2 separate regions of the Mus musculus genome follow, and region 2 is linked to region 1. The links are chromatin contacts, called in public Hi-C maps. All regions are on one chromosome and are shown on one strand. The core of a region is the stretch at or near the end of the contact, and the rest is flanking DNA. Distances in the headings are between cores, read along the strand shown.

Region 1 (2,700 bases), core at 162-2,661:
CATGTGCCACCAGCACTTTACCAGCTGAATCATCACCCCCGCCCCAAGAAGCAGATTTCTTGATTGTAAATCTTGACTGTGGACATGGTATGTGTGCACGCATGTGTACGTGTGTGCATGTGCGTGTGTGTGCACTCCATATTGATGCCCTCGGAGTGTCCTCTTATACTAGGGTTTATGGAGAACTCATTACTAGCAAATGAGAACCAGGTCCTGATGGCCGGCCCCAGTGGTATCATCTGATCCCTGTATGCCTCTTCCAGATCGTGAGTATCCTGCCATCTAGAGCAGAGGCCAGAGGGTTTTTCATTTGGGCCTGTCACACCCATTTCATTCTGCCCCTGTTTTCCATGCACTCACATAGGGTCTGTAGTTACTGGCTTGTGTCTGCCAAATGTTTCTGAGGCCTGGAATGGAGAGAGAGCAGCAGAGGCCAGAGCGTTTATGCCATGGGAAAGGTGGCCTTTCGAAGGATCTTCCTCCTCCTTCCCCAGGTTCTCAGGCCCTACAGAATTCTCAGGGGGGCTGGCCGACTCTTAAGATGTAACTCTGGATAGCAGAAGGCTCTGACAGTCTCACGGATCAGCCTGGTACCCCCAACCCCAGCATTCATGCACACACACACACAATCCCTCCAGAACAATGCCACCAAATCATATTGAGCTATGGAACCAGAGCATCCAACGTCATGAAAGAACACAGAGGCCTTTTTCTGGCTGTTGGTGTGATCTCAATAGAAAGCCCTTCTCAGGCAGGAAGAAGCCATTCTTGTGCCATGTCCCTAACAAAAGCTGACCTCTTCTACAGTGGCACAACTGGGCAGGCCCAGAATCAAGCTGGGGTTATTTCCCCACCATCTCCATAGTCATAGCAACAGCCTTGATTAATGCCATGGCCCATTAGAGAGATAATGTCAGCCCTAATCAGAAACGCCTCAAGTATCTCTCTTTGCATTTTGGTAAATGGAGTAATCACATTACGGTTGGATGTGTCTGGGAGCTGATTGCTGTCTCGAAAGTCTGCCTGATTTTCCAGGTTAAGGGGTGTCAGGGGGCCCGAGCCGCAACTAATCATGGTGCATTGTTAGGAGCGCTGAGAGGGAAAACAGAAGGTACAGAGACAGATGGGGAGGTCCCTGCCCTGTCCCTCCTCCTGGGTCAACAGGGGATCCCTGGGTTGGTGGTCTATTGGCAGGGACTGCTTCCCTGAAGATGAGCTTAGTGTCTCAGAGGTGGTGCCCGTGCTGTGGATAAACACAAGGATGGAGAGGCACAGCTAGCATGAGCAGGCAGGGGCCTCAGTTGGGCCCGGCTTTCCCTTCTCCTTTTGCATCGAGCTGGTGATGGACAGCCAGCCTCGGGTCACGCCACTGGGCTGGAAAAGTGGCAGGAGAGAGCTCACTTTTGGCCTGGAGATAGGAAATGGCAGAGGTGACATGCACCCTGTGTAATGAGTGTACACTTGCCCTGTCACAATAGTCTTTGGCCTTTGGCAGGTTCTGCCTTGTGGGAGACTCTCTGGAAGCTTCTCGAGGGCAGAGTCTCGATGCATCTTGGGAGAGGATGACATCCCCTCCTCTCTCCTTTTGTTGCAGAGACACCAAAGGAAGGAGAGGTGATGGCTCTTAAGCCTGCACTCTCACCAGGAATGGACGCTCAGTTCCATCTCTCCAGAGACCCTTCCCATACCGCTACCTCTGTCTGCCTTCCAGCCTGGCTGCCTTTGTTTCTGTCGGTCCACAGGTGACAGTAACAATAAATCATAGCCACCCATATGGAGAGATTAAGAGGAGGACCCGAGGAAATATGCATCGAGCCCCTGGAGGCTATTTTCGGATGCTCCTGGGAGGATTTTTTTTTTCTTTTCTTTTGGAAAGGACTCACACAGTTAACTATTTATGACAGTTTGAAGGCAGAGCAGAAATAGGAGAGTGGTACTTGGTGTCCCTGCCAAGGCTGAGAAGTAAAATCTTCTCAGAGGTCTGAAGCCACTTCAGGGCCATTAAATTTACTGTCTGTTAGACAATATTTAATATCTGGAATAACATTTTATTTTGGGGCCCAGCAATAATTTTTCTTTTCAGTTTTAAGAATTATCTCGGGGCCTGCCAAGTTGACCAGATAGAACTGTTACAGGGTCACAATGTTGCCCCGTGGCCCTGTCCCCCATGAACTCAGATCCCTTGCCAGTGAGGCTGAAGTTCACCTCAGAGCTTTAAGATCAAGGTCCCAGGTCAGGGTTGGAGTAGCGGAAAGCTATGTGGGGAGACTGAGAACAGCCATTAGGCAAGAGGTTACCACATCATGAATCAGTCAATCTCTGTCTTCCATTTGTCTCTGCTCCAGACCAAACTTTATCTTCAAAAATCAATATCCTTCCCAGGAAGATGTTGGATTAGACACGTTAAAGGACCCAACATCACAGCTTGACCTAAGCTCTTACAGACTGGTGTTAGACGGGGTAGGAGAGAATAGATTTCCCAGGCTAAGATGTTTCTCTAACGGCTCTATAAAGCCTTACAACGGCCTCCCCTGGAAACATGCTCTGGACCATCATTGCTTATAAACACAGCTGATCAAGGGCTTGAAAGATAAATCAAATTGAAGATGTGGCGCCTTGACTCCCGCACAGCCACCAGCTTTGAGCTAAATCAGTGGGTCTCAACCCGTGGGTCACAACCCCTTTGGGGGTCAAATATCA
Region 2 (2,700 bases), core at 57-2,556, 110 kb before region 1:
TCAATTACAAACTCAATCAGTCAAAAAAAAAAAAAAAGAAGAAGAAGAAGGAAACCCCCCCACACAAATATGCAGTAATCTATTGACATAGCGTCATAATTCCACGTGAGAAAAAATTTTATTCGCATGACATTTTTTAGATTCCTGACATAAAGTTGTATTAAAGTTAACACAGATCTTTTTACAGGCAAAACCGGAGACCACTGCATTAGAATTTATCACGTGAACTCGTTAAGTGTAGTAGTCGGCTTTTTAACTGTAGAACACCAAGTTTTTATATTTTTCTCCCTCCCTTCAAATACTACTATTCTAGGAGTCCGAGGAGCGTTCAGGTTCCCAAGACGACCGAAAGAACGCATTTAAATCCGGATCTGAAGGTTTCTAATGCAAAATTCTTCACCACCAACGTGGCCTCAGAACGTAATCCACCTGTGGGTGTGGGTTCAGTGGCTGCGAGGGGAAGGATCGTAAAAACTAATCCAAAATAAGACATAAATAAAAGGGCTCCTTCTGAGAGGCCAAAAAATTCATTTTTCCCCCACCATCCCTCCCGGCTGCAGACAAAACTAGGCGCGTTTAAGGCCCACCGTCTTGGGTAACCGGCCCCTTAGACCTCTGCACCTAGCCATGTCGCCGGAGGGTGGTGGCTTCGCCTGGGTCTCCCTCCCTCCCCCACCTGTGCACGTCAGGCCCGGCTCCAGCGCCCAGGCCGCCAGGTCTCCCCTCCCCCTCCGTCCCCACGACCACGCGCTCCGGGCCGCGGCCACCAGCGCCCACGCGGACCGGTGCTGCTCCACGCCATCTGCCCCCGGGCCTTCCTCGTTGTCGGCCACAAAGCCGGCGGTGACCCGACGCCCCTCTGGGGCCCTCCCGCGCCGCCCCGACTCGGGCCCGCGCTCCCCTAACCCGGCGGCGCATACCGTCTCCTCCGGGTCGATGTCGATCTTGAAGGTCTGCTGCTGAAGGGTCTTCAGGGTGACCTGCATGGTGCCTAAGCCGGGGCCTGGCCGCCCCGGGGTGGCCGCGATCCTCGCGCTCTCGGGAGGAAGGCGGTGGGGGTGGGGGGGCTTGTCACATTCGCCCGGAGTCGCACTCACCCCGGGCCCCGCGTCTCCCCTGGCCGCGCCGCCGCTCGCTCCCGCGGCTTTCCCGGTAAGCTCGACCCGCGGTGCTTCCTCACGCGCCAGCCACTGGGCCCGCAGGAGGCGCGAGGGACTCCCCGAGAGACGCAGAGAACCCGCTACCTCACCACAGGATGGTGGCCGCCATCACCGTGACTCGCCGAGACGTGACCCCTCCCCCACCAGAAAAAAACCCGGAGGATGGGGCCAGACTCGGGCGATCTGAGCAGGCGCAGGGTGCGGCGACGCAGTGCGCAGGCGTGAACAGGAACTCCGCCCGGGAATTGGAGGCGGGGCGATGGGTGGGGCTGGAATATCGTGCGGCGCGGCACCGGCGTGCGCAGGCGCACTTCGCAAGCAGAGGCGCTCGCGGAGGCCTGGTCCGCTCCGCGGTCCTGCAGTGGCTCCGCCTACATCCAGGCTCCGCCCAGCGGCGCGAGTTGCGCAACCCGTAGCCGGGGAACGGCTACGTGGAGTCCCGGCTCAGTGGCTGCGGCTCAGCGAGCGCGGAACCTTGAGGGCGGTGGAGCGGGCGGAGCCTTAGTGCAAGGATTGCCGAGGGCCGGCCCAGGAGGGGCGCACATCGCCAGTCGAGCATGTGTAATGCCGGTTGCTTCCCTGATTCTGAGACTGACTTCAGCCATGGACTGCTTGCTTGCCAGTCTTGTGTTCTCTCACCAGCCTTGGGACCTCCCACCTCTAAAGAAAGGCGGATTTAAGAAGGAGGCCTAGTTGTGTCACGCCTTTCCCTCTATCGTTTTGCTTCGTTTAGGTGTTGGTGGTAGATATTAGGCGGTTGCCTCTCCTCACCCCCTTCCCCCGCCCCCCCCCGCCTCACCCCAAGCGCTGCTTTCCTTTGCACGTGGACCCTTTTAATCTTTGCTCAAATGTCGCCTTCTTGAACTCTATCCTGCCTATCCAACTTAAAGTATCTTATTCGGATCTCATTATCCAGCTCCACTTGTCTCAGTAACCATTCATCACCTTCTGGGTACTCTACACTATGTGTATTTAGCGTGTGTGTCTTCTCTTCTTTTTCTGGTCCCCAGGCTGAAGCTACACAGAGGCATGCATTTTGTTTTGCCCACGTTGTGCCCCAAAGCCTACAGAATAAGCCTAGCACATTGTAGGTACAAGGTAAATATTAGAAAAATAGGTAGACGTGCTTCTGGTTCCTTGGCAGTAAGGGTGAGATGTCACTCAGCTAATTGGTGGTTGGAGAGGGTGGGATAATGCATGTAAGTCTTAGAGTCAGGAACACAAAGTTAAGTGCTTGGCTGTAGCTGTATGATTATTTACACAGCGATAAGACCAGAGTGCAGAGGTGTCGGGTAATAAGCACCACAATAGTAAGTGACACTTTAGGTGCTTGTCTGTATGCTGCCTCTTAATAGTGCAGTGACCCCTGTTAGACTTAAAAAGAAGAAAAAGCAGTTACCATCAGACCACAGTGAGGACAATTATGAGCATCCCCCATCTCTGAGCCAGCACCATCAATGATTACAGTATCGCTATTTGGATTTTCATGATTCCAGAAGCTAGGATATAATTTTGTCATGGAACTTTCCCTAACCAAGCC

The links. Hi-C and Micro-C count contacts between places; a contact is called where the count stands out from the background.
Region 2: a contact with region 1 is called in a Hi-C map of liver, with 2.7 times the contacts expected there. The contact joins the promoter of Rad23b here to the enhancer-like site in region 1. A contact is called at or near these places in 3 of 39 promoter capture datasets (hippocampal neurons and liver), 15 of 484 Hi-C or Micro-C datasets (the C2C12 cell line, the N1E-115 cell line, adipose-derived mesenchymal stem cells and 5 more) and 3 of 115 datasets of contacts at active chromatin or transcription factors (the NIH/3T3 cell line, T-cell acute lymphoblastic leukemia and bone marrow-derived macrophages).

The regions. Positions count from the first base shown.
Region 1 is chr4:55,242,047-55,244,746 of GRCm38.p6, reverse strand. It overlaps the pseudogene Gm12508. Among named protein-coding and RNA genes, the nearest start is that of Gm34231, 35 kb to the right of the region's middle. Within about 2 kb of position 1,411, at least 12 of the 459 cell types and tissues checked have an H3K27ac peak or open chromatin away from gene starts, as enhancers often do. A contact at or near this core is called in the N1E-115 cell line and liver, where this site is marked.
Region 2 is chr4:55,348,648-55,351,347 of GRCm38.p6, reverse strand. Rad23b (RAD23 homolog B, nucleotide excision repair protein) reads right to left here and starts at 1,306. Exons shown (of 10, transcript NM_009011.4): 1 at 921-1,306. The coding sequence starts at 986.